Regions from separate parts of the Mus musculus genome. Here region 2 is linked to region 1. The links are chromatin contacts, called in public HiChIP or PLAC-seq maps. All regions are on one chromosome and are shown on one strand. Each heading gives the region's core, a stretch centred on a gene start, on an enhancer-like site or on the middle of the called end of the contact. The rest is flanking DNA. Distances are from core to core; before and after follow the strand shown.

Region 1 (5,524 bases), core at 1,854-4,353:
AAAGCGAGGCTAGGGAAGGAATTCCTCCCTGCGAAGCTGTCAGAAGCTGCTGGCAGAAATGAAGCAAATGGAAACCCGGATTTGGAGCAGGCCTGAGGCTTTTCACACCGCTTACTATATAAGAAAGTCTTTTTCTTAGTCTCTTTACAGCAGAGTGTAGAAAAACAAGAGCTAAAGAAACAATGAGACACACAGCTAAAATCAGTGTGAGATTATGCATATGCATTTGCCTTTCTTCCTCCAGCCCATTTCCATGCTATCTGTTAGGAAGGGAGGATGAAGACAATGATTCCTATAAGACATAGGGAAGATGAGCCAGTATTTATAGACACAGCACCATTAAAACATGGACACAGGAGGTGGGCAGACTCCATTCTTCCCTTAGAATTCCAAACAGTATCTGCAAAAACAGAGGAAAGCTTGTAGCTAACACACTTTCATTCATAAATGCATATTTATGAATGCCAAGGGCCAGGGGTTTCATCCATTGTCATGTACAAGGTCCTCAGTTGAGGCTCACTACCCCCAAAAGACAGAAATATGCATAGCCAATCAAGGATTTTCAACTATTTTGAAAAAACAAACAAAATACAAAATAGAAGGATTTTTTAAACATAAAAAAAATAGAATTGAAAAATGATTTAGTGACAAACAGGTAATTCAAAAGATGGGGATGATTTTTAAATTCTAATTAGTCTTCACAGACAAACTGAAAATAATAACTGAATCTATAAAACATTAATGGACTGCTAGGGAAAGGAATCAGTAAGAGACCTAAGGAATACTCATTAGACATTAAAACTGTGATTAGCCAAATGAAAACAATCTAGGAGGCCCTATGAGGGAGAAAGATTAAGAAAAAAAATAAGAAAAGTAGTTAAGAGACACAAAAGATTAATCTAGAGTTTTTATTATCTAATGAAAAAGAATTTCTGAAAGATACAAAGGAAAACCGGTAATCAAGATGTAACAGTTTGAATGACAATGAACATGATAGGTTCACACATTTGTTTCTTCAAAGGGAAAGATATATTACCTGTTTTACATCCAGAAGGTGGGGAATGAATTTAGTTAATAGCCTGGTGACCTCTGAACTGTCTGCATGGCTCCTCCAGATTCTTATGTTTGTCTCAGTTATCCTCCCTAGACCTCTATCTTGAGCATTGTTTCTCAGTCAGTAGAGCCCATCTTTATGGGAGATGGCATGTGTACTTTACAAATGAGAGCAGAGGTGGTTAATAACCTGGTGACCTTGGCACTATCTATATGACGGAGACTACACCGAGACCCTTAACTTGTCACATGTAGTCAATCTATAGAATTCATCACTACGGGAGAAGACACATGTCCCTTGTATGGCTTAAGCCATAATTATTTAGAAACTCTTTTGAATTTTAATTAAGTTAATTAAAATGAGGAGATTTTTCTCCCAAAATGTGCTATGTTTAAATATGCCTAAAATAAGTGTAAGACTCTAGAAGTTTGAACCAACCCCAGGTACCAAATCATGTTGAGTCAGACTTCCTTCTTGCTTCATGCTGAAGACACTCTTCTTACCTCTGTGGTCACAGAAACCATCAAAGTGAGCTTTGAGATTCCAAAAGCCCACAGCCTATGGCAGACCCAGGACTCTCACTACCTCCACCTTGTGGATAAGATGTAAGCGCTCAGCACCATGCCTGCCTGCCTGCCTGCCTGCCTGCCTGCCTGCCTGCTTCCAAGCTTCCCACCAAGATGATCACAGAGCAGCCTTCTGAACCTGTAAGCAAGCCCAAATGAAATGCTTCCTTTTATAAGTTGCTATGGTTATGGTGTCTCTTCACAGCAATAGAACAATAACTAAACCACAAGATATAATGCATAAATGAAAACATTGGTCTCTAGATTGGAACCCATAGGTATTGAGCAGAATGACAATAAAGTAATTAAAATTTGATTAATATGGACCAAATTGGAGTTGAAGATATTTTAATATACAATATATTTAAAAGTTGTGACTAGAGAGATGGCTCAGCAGTTTAAGATCACTTGCTGCTCTTGCAGACAACCTGGGTTCAATTTCCAGCACCCACATAGGGACTTACAACCTTCCTGAACTCTGTCTAGTTCCAAAGGATCTGGCACCCACTTCTAACCTAAGACACCAGGCACACACACACAATGGACTTACATACATGCAAGCAAAACACGAATACATTTCAACTACAAATAGTGCCAATCGTATAGGTATTTTCTTTAAAATAATTCCGTTGAGGATATACTCTTAAGGAAGCTGAGGAAAACTAAGTAAGAAAAGAGACAAAACAAGAAAATAAGGACCAGAAACAACCCCAACTCAGAAGCAGCAACCCAAGGTGTAATGCTGTGCAGTGAACGCAGCTAAGTCACAGCATCAACAGTTATCTCCCCTTAGATAAAACTCACAGTGGAGTTTTGCCAAAATAAAGGTACAGGCGATTTAAAACTCCTAGAAAAACAGACCCAAATTCCATGTATGTTCTAAGTATGGGCAAATAAAATACAGCGCATTTTTGAACAGTTGTATCACTGAGCCATATCCCCAGCCCTACAATGGTTCCATTTGTCTCCTTCCTCTGCTACATCCCTGATCCCTTAGGGGCTACAATCATGTTTGTCATCTGTATTACCCAACTCATAAAAAAAAAAAAAAAAAAAAAAAAGTTTACTAGGTGTTCAACACATGCGAATGGATTTCAATTAAACCGGAGAGTGATTCGACAGTCTCTACAGCTCCTAATGGCTGCAATGCCTTTCCTAGCAATAACAAAATAGCTCTGTGAATGACCAAACCTGCCCGGAAGCTCAGCTCGCTCCCTCACAAGCTCCAGGACCAGCGAGAGCCGCCCTTGCCTGCGGAGCGCGCTCCCCGGACGACGCGCACGCGCCCCCGGGGAGGTGCGCCTGCGCAGACTCGCGAGCCCACCCTTCCCGGAGTTTAACTCCCGGCAGTCTTCTCGCACCTTCTGCGTGAGGAGGAGAGACTGGCGCAGCCGTTCCTCCGCGCTCAAGGCCCTCAAGCGCTGCTTCAGCTCGGCCCGCAGGCCCCGCTTGGCACTGTTTACCGTGACCGCCGCCATTCCTGGCAAGCACCGCCCCGGCCACGCCCATCACCCTCGGAGCTTAAGGGGCGGGACTCCAAATCCCCTGCCTCTGTAAACCTGCAGAGGTGCACAGGCCACTTAGGCATCTGAGCAGACTCCCGTCCTGTGTTGGCAGATAACAGCATGGTGTGGCGTCCTTGACCCTTCCTGCTTGATAGCTGGGGACTGTGCACGTAGCCCAGTGTGCTTACCCTCTCTCTCAGACCACAAAAGGTCGCCATGCTTCTGCAGAGGGTCTAACAAAGGCTGTCAACTATACTCCAGGACTCGATATTCATCTAATTGTGGAGTACAGGGCTCGAGAAGCTTCAGAAGGGCAAAGCAAGCTAGACATGCCTATACATCATACCGGAAGGCTCTTGGTTCCTCCTGGTCAATGTAAAACATTCTCCTTTACCACCAAGTGCCTTCCTCTCCCTTTCAGTCAGTTGGCTCCTTACTGATAGATTTTGGGCCCGCTTTTATAACATATGGCAGGCCCTTTCTGGAGATGGATGTTCCCTCTCTGGACAGCTCAGGACTCAGTCAGACTGTTCCTTGTTATAGAAGTATTTAACCGCTGTTGCCATCTGCTGTTTAGAGACAGATAATGCCTTTTTCTAACAGGACGTTTGACTGAGAATGGAGCAGAGAACAAAGTAAGTAGATTTGAGAAGCACTGACTCAGATTTACCACCCCATGTTACAGTGCAGTACCCGAGGACTGATTTTTTGAGAGTTAATTTTTCAGAGCTGCGGAGATAGTTTAGTTGGTAAAAAGACCAACTACACCAGCACGAGAGAGCTGAGTTCAGATCTCTGGCACCTGTGTTAAGGGATATGTAGTTCAGTTCCGTAAGATCTAAGTGCCTGGAGACAAAGCAAGGTGGGAGAGAGAGAACATAGCTGAATAGAATCTTATCATGAACAGTAAACAAACGCTGGATTCACTTACATCTACAGACCATGTCAGTGTGCCAATGTAATATCCATTCACCAATAGTTGAACATGAGTGTGGTGTATGAATTCGTTTCGACTGAAAACATGTGAGACATGGAGAATCCTGAGCCATCCTTAGACCTAGGGAGTCCTAATGGTTATCTTAACATCATCCTCAGGTGATTCCCTACCCATAATAATGTTTGAGAATCACCACCATAAACCAATGTATTCATCAACTATTAATTAGCAGGAATAAATAGAACTTAGCATGGATATAGTCCTGGGTTTTATCACCAGCACTATACCAAATAATAATAATAATTATTATTATTATTATTATTATTATACATGTTAAATTGTTGCTGTTAAATTCTGAAGGCAGGGCTTTTCTGGATATTCATGACAATTATATGTGGCTCCCTACATAGACACATCCCTTCAACAATAAATAGGTAGTCTAGCAGCATAACCCAGGGGTAAAGTATGTACAAGGCTCTTGGTTTGATCACCAGGACTGCAAAAAATGATAGCTTTGATAAAAATATATGTTACATACGTACATTTTCTTTGAGGATTTATTTGTACCTATAACTGCGTGCAGTCTTAGTGTGTAAAGCTCTCTAGGGTCATAAATCTGCATGTTCTATCACAGTAATGATATATTTTGTAAAATGCTGTGTAGTGCCCATGCTGAGAGGAAGAAAAGAGAAGAGAAGAGAAGAGAAGAGAAGAGAAGAGAAGAGAAGAGAAGAGGAGGAGGAGGAGAAAGAGAAGGAAAGAGAAAGAGAAAGAAAGAGAAAGAGAAGAGAAAGCTGGCCAGGAATGCATGGTGGGGGGGGGGGGGGGAGGAGACAGAGAGGCCAGAGGCAAGGTCCTCAGAGAGAAAGCAGAAAGGATCAGAGGGAGCCCCTAGAGGCCAAACAGTCCTTTTATAGCAAGCCAGGCTCCTGACTTGAGACCCTGACTCAAAACAAAAGCAAAGAAACCTTGCATAAAATATCTTGACCTTGGTGGCACACACCTCTCCTCTCAGCACTCAGAAGACTGAGGCAGGAAGACTATGCTGATAGGATCGTGCTGTGCTACACCTTGAGAAATGTGTCTTCAAACACAAACAGTTTCAAGGTTTGAAGGTGAAATTCCCCCAACCACAGTCTCATGTCTGAACACTTGGTCCCCTATATGGTGGCACTGTTCCAGGGTGTTGTGGAACAGTTCTAACAAGTGACTGACTCACTGTGGGTTTCAGAGCTCAAAAGTGATTACTGGGTCTGACTCACCTCTGTAAGATTCTAATTAACTTCCTACCTGGTCTTCTTGCTTATTCCTTCCCACTTCTCCAGTTTAAAGGTGGCAATAAAATAGAAGACCATGCTGTTTATGATATGGTGGCATTGCTATGCACAAAGCCTGGAGGCTCGACCTCCAGCACCACACAAACTGAATGTGGCAATAACATGTCTGTAATCCTAGCCCTCAC
Region 2 (5,524 bases), core at 1,236-3,735, 690 kb after region 1:
TAACAGAACTAGAGGAGTCACCAGAACATCAACGCTCTCTCTCACCACCATAGGCTTTAAGGGGCAGCGAGGAACCATTAGGCTACTGAGGAAGAGCCATTTCATCAGCCACACCTGCTCGTACATCGAGGCGTGGCTGTTTGACAGAGGATGGCAAGCAGGGAAGTGTCTTGGGAAGCAAAGAGATGCTGTCAGGCTTCACACACTCTCTTCTGGACACCAGTCAGTGAGCCCCCTAAGGGATGTTTATCCCCCCCCAACCCCAGGGAAACCCCACAGCCAACCTTTCTTCCAGCCAAGCCTTCTAGACAGACCCCGGGGCTTGGCAGGTTTGCAGAAGTTGTCTAACTAACCCTAATTGGGTTTTGTTTATCAGCTTGACACAAGCTAAAGTCATCTGGGAAAAGGGACCTCGGGTGAGAAAATGCTTCCTTCAGATTGGTCTGTAGACAAGTCTGGCTGGCTTTCTTGGTTACCGATTAATGTGGGAGCTCTGTGTTGCCTGTGGTCCTTAGGCAGTATTGACCTGGGTTACACAAACACACACACACAACTAAGCTGCAGCTATTCATCTATGATCTCTGCACGAGTTCCTGTCCTAACTTCCCTTCATGGTGGACTAGAGAAGTTTTAAGTTGAAATAAACCTTTCCCTCCCCAAGTTGATTTTGGTCATTATGTTTATCATAGCAACAGAAAGCAAACTAAGGGGCTGGAGAGATGGCTCAGTGGTTAAGAGTACTGACTGCTTGTGCTGAGTTCAATTCCCAGCAACCACATGGTGGCTCACAACCATCTGGAATGGGATCCGATGCCCCCTTCTGGTGTGTCTGAAGACAGCGACAGTGCATTCATATAGATAAAATAAGGTGAGCCTTTAAAAAAAAAGAATAAAAATACATATTAAAATCATTTTGAAGATAACATTCATCTAAAAACTTTAAAAACCTAATACTGTAGCTGTGGAGATGGTTCTAATAGATAAAGCATTAGATTTGCAGGCCTAGGGACTTATAATTGTTTGAGTCCCAGAACCACATAAAAATGTTAGTTGTGGCCCATGCTTATAATTTCTGAGCTGGAAGGCAGAAACAGAAGGATCTCCTAGACTTGTGCTCAGCCAGTCTAGCCTGATTCCTGAGCTCCAGATCAGTAAGAGGCCCTATCTCAAAAGGGAATAAATGGTGCTTGCGAGGATAACACCTAAGGCTGCCCTTCAGCCTCTGCATGCATGTGTGTACCTGGGCACATAGATTTAAAAAGAACCAAATTAAGACCACAGGCTTGAAATGTAGCCCAGAGGCACAGTCCTTAACCAGATGCTGTGACAAGCTTTTACCATGTGATTCTATTCCCTACCTTCTTTCTATGGCAAACCTTATGTGATGTTCTTACCCAAACGGCTTTTATTCACTTATTACCATTACTATCACATGTGTGCATGATGTGTGTGAGGGCATGCATGCCACAGTCTATAAGTATGGTGATCAGAGGATAACTGTTAATGTAAACTGACAGCAAATGCACACATAATTAGTAAAAAATGCTACAAAATAAAGACCCGAGCTTCCAAGTGCTAAAATATCCAAATGTGTGTATCCATACATTTAAATTACTTTGAATTATATATTTGACCTTTGAAGTCTTAAGTTTTTTTCTGCAGATAATTTAGAAGGGAGAAACTTAAAAAATAGCAAAGGATAGCTATGTGACCTTAGGCCAACTGGCGGCTTTTGACTTGCTTTCTCCTCTGTGAAACGGAATGTTTAACTTCTCAGCATTCTGACAGTATAACTGTCACTAGTGTCTGTTTCCCGGAGTGGGAGACTTGGGGGGGCGGGGGAATCTGGTGTTGGACCTGGTTGAGCGCCCAAGCAGGCGTTGGATAAGCCTGCACTGGACAGCATGGCTGTCTGCAGACCAGCGGCACCCCCAGAATGCAGGAAGGATAAACGGAGAGCTTTTCGGTTTTCACCCGCGTAATTCTGTCCTCCCAGGTCCCTTCGGCTGCCCCGCTGAATACACAAGCGCAGCGCTGGCCACCGTAGCAACCAAGCTTCTCCACCAGCGGCGCTCAAAGCTGCCTGCGCGGCGAAGTCAAGGCCACTCCCTGCCGCCGACCGTCCGTGTCGACTAGGCTCGAAGCAGGCGGTGACCTCGCCTCCAACTGCGGCAGTTCGTTTGAATTCTGGCGCCACTCCCACGCCACGTCGAGCTGAGCCACCCCGCCAGACTCGGAAGAGACCGGTGGCGGCGAGCCAGCGGGAGCGCGCGCAGCAACGGAGATGCACGCGGCGGCGGGCGGGCGGCGCGCACCACGCCCCGGAATGGCCTGTAAAAAAAAAAAGAGGTCCAAGGCGCGCGCTCCCACGCGTTGCTTCATGAAAAGCCACGCCCCCACGTACTCTCGCGTCCAATCAGTGACAGAGGGAGGGGCAGCCTCGATCTCGCACAAAGGAGACTATAAAAGGAGCTGCGGTGAACCGGGCTCGTTCTTTTACGACGGAGCCTAAGATATTCTTTGTCTTGTCGGTGAGTGAGTTACAGTCGGATGACCAAGTGAAATATAGGGGTGCAACGAGGATTTGGAGGCTTCTGAGACTTGAACTTAGGGTACTGGTGTAAACTTCCTCGGAGAAGTGCGCAGCAGCTAATGATATTTCGGGATTGGAGTCTGGGCCCCAGTGAGATTCGTACTAAGCGGCCTGACTGAAGGCCGCATGCGTTCTAGTTCCTGAGTCCCCGCGTGGGTAGGTTTTTACAGCAGGGTTTGCAGCCTTTTGTGCTGTTCCGAAGGTACTAGAGTCACCGAAAGAGACATCCTATTATATGCACGTTCACAAGGACAATGGCGCCATTGTTCTTCGCGTCTTCAAAGCAGCTACAAGAAGAAACCAAGGTAAAGGCGATGCAGCTTCTATATTTTAAGAATATTGTTATAGTGCAATAGGAAGTGATGTGTGATGCTTAAATTTTGTTTTTTGATTTTTCATTATATTAGATGGAGGGGAGCCCAAAGCATCTGAGAGAATTGATAAATGAAAGAAACATGCTTAAAACATGACCGTTTTAAAGGGTGTGTATTGAAGCCTAGATTTTTTCCCTTGTAAGCATGCAAACATACCGTTGTGAAGTAAGAATCCGGGTTCCTGGAAATGTATTGTGAAGTAGTCCTGGCCAAACTACTCTGGCCTTTGCAATTTGGAGTGACTGTTGTGAATGCATGGTGTACAAATTGATTGTACAAACAGTTGTGAGACATACCGGGTCAGAACAGTGATGAAATACATCCCGAAGATGATGACCTGAAGATAAATGCAGCTTCTGAGAGAAGACCATTGTGTTTAAGTGGTAGTCTTGTTAATGCAGTTCTTACTCATAGCATGTCATGGTACCTCTTTCTGTAGTGAATGCTGACCAGTGAGATGCCAGCCTGCGTGTGAAGATCCTACAGCAGAAGTGCATGTGAGTGGTGCTCTGTTTTGTTTTCTGCTGAGCTTACTGTCGTTGGTCTAGTCTATGATGATCCTATCCCGAACCTGAATTCCTGTTGAAAAACCATAATTACGGATCTGGCTTCTGAGATGGACCATTGCAAAGGACTATTGTGTTCTTCTTTAATGTTGGCAATGACGTAATGCCTGTGTTTTTGTTTTTATATTTTAGGGCCAGTGACACAAGAACTTGCGAGAGATGCCAGTCCGCCTGTGAAGATCCTGCAGCAGGAGTGCATGTGAGTGGTGCTCTGTTTTGTTTTCTGCTGAGCTTACTGTCGTTGGTCTAGTCTATGATGATCCTATCCCGAACCTGAATTCCTGTTGAAAAACCATACTTACGGATCTGGCTTCTGAGATGGACCATTGCAAAGGACTATTGTGTTCTTCTTTAATGTTGGCAGTAACATAATGCCTGTGTTCTTATTTTTATATTTTAGAGCCAGTGACACAAGACGTGCGAATGAAAACTAGATGTGACCATCCAGAAAAAGCATAGACAAAAAAATGCAGTCTTAGTACTGGGATGTTTGAGATGGGGTCTATCTACATGTCTCTAGCTGTCCCTATCAGGACAGCATCTGGTGTGGCCTGCAGAGTTGATTCCTGTACTTTTTTTTTTTTGTGGGCTGTATGTAAATGGATTGTTTTGACAATCCATTCGACAGTGTTCTCTTCTGTGAAGGTCATAGGTGAGCTGATTGACAGACACAGCTGTACAGACTGAATGCAATCCTGACTATAAAGCTGCAGTTCATCATTATGAGCTATTTCCTTATTCTGGCAGTGATTGAAATAAAATGGGGAGTATTGAAATAAAAAACATTCAATTGCAAATATTTATTCAATTCTTTTTGTGTCAGAAGATTAACCAGAGTGCCCTGGTACATGGTTCATTCCACTTCTGTGGGAATTGGGTTTGCAAAGTTACTGTGCAAAGCGCACTGTCAGCTCCCAAACTAGCTAGCATGATCATACACATTATCAGGTTTCCCTGAGAACTTGTCAAAAAATTCCCTCCCTACCCATTTCTTAATTGGGGGGGGGGGTTCTAGACAGGGTTTCCTAGCCCTGGCTGTCCTGGAACTCTAGACCATGCTGGCCTTGAACTCAGAAATCCACCTGCCTCCCCAGTGCTGGGACATTTCTTAATTTTGAGACAGTTTCTATGTTCTATGCTTGGTTTGTCTTTATTCCACCTGCCTCTGCTTACCAAGTACTAATACTAAATGGGCTTCTACATTAACTGCTGCACCCTTCCATTCTCCTTTGCTTATGGGCTTCTGTTTTGATACAGTATCTCAAAATTGTCCTAGCACTCAACTGCAGAGATGGCAGTCCCCAGTTTAGAGATAAAGGAGATCTAGTCTTCACACTTAGCAGAGGGACTCTGGTTTCTTTCCCCCTGTACATGTTATGTCTTCCTGGTGCCATTGGTGAAAGAACCTTGCTACCTTTGAAAAGTGAGTTGGTTGTTATAGTCCAAATTATTGTGTATGCTCTAGATATTACTGGTCTGCCAAGGAGCCCAGAGATGAACTGTCCATTCTCTTTTGGAGGACAGGTATAGAGTGACAAAAATGGAAAGCAACCTAATAGAAATGGGGAAACGCAAGTGAGTTTTCTTGGGCCCTGAAGTGGTAAACACATTTAACCACTGAGCCATCCCATCCCCCATCATGACTGGGTGATTTGTACCTGAACAAGAAACAAGACCAAATGACATCGTTTTAGTGGAAAATAAAATTCATTTCCATTAAATTTACTAACTCAAACCTTTTTAAACAGGCTGGGTGGCATTTTTTTCACTAAGCATGAGGAACTAGCCTAGTTAACAAATGCTGTAATCCTAAGTTATCCCAGACTTTTGAGTTTACTAGCTTGTTAAATTGATAAGGGACTTAACCTGAGAACTAACTAGAGTTAGGTAGAAAAACCAGCTGATGGTTGGGTGCTAACAGTGCACACCTTTAACCTGGATAGAGGCAGGTGGATCTCTTCAGTTCAAGACCAAGCTGGTTGGGGCTGGAG

What was found. HiChIP or PLAC-seq counts read pairs in DNA pulled down with a chosen protein or histone mark.
Region 2: an H3K4me3 HiChIP or PLAC-seq map of stem cell-derived neural progenitor cells shows a contact between it and region 1, with 4 times the contacts expected there. The contact joins the promoter of Snhg5 here to the promoter of Mthfs in region 1. A contact is called at or near these places in 2 of 115 datasets of contacts at active chromatin or transcription factors (embryonic stem cells and stem cell-derived neural progenitor cells).

Annotation. Positions count from the first base shown.
Region 1 is chr9:89,208,769-89,214,292 of GRCm38.p6, reverse strand. It overlaps Mthfs (5, 10-methenyltetrahydrofolate synthetase), which reads right to left and starts at 3,103. Exons shown (of 3, transcript NM_026829.2): 1 at 2,982-3,103. The coding sequence starts at 3,098.
Region 2 is chr9:88,519,858-88,525,381 of GRCm38.p6, reverse strand. It overlaps Snhg5 (small nucleolar RNA host gene 5), which reads left to right and starts at 2,485. Exons shown (of 5, transcript NR_040721.1): 1 at 2,485-2,898; 2 at 3,001-3,075; 3 at 3,407-3,464; 4 at 3,666-3,732; 5 at 3,934-4,330. It overlaps LOC115487267 (a small nucleolar RNA gene), which reads left to right and starts at 3,514; the gene lies at 3,514-3,585. It overlaps LOC115487269 (a small nucleolar RNA gene), which reads left to right and starts at 3,782; the gene lies at 3,782-3,853.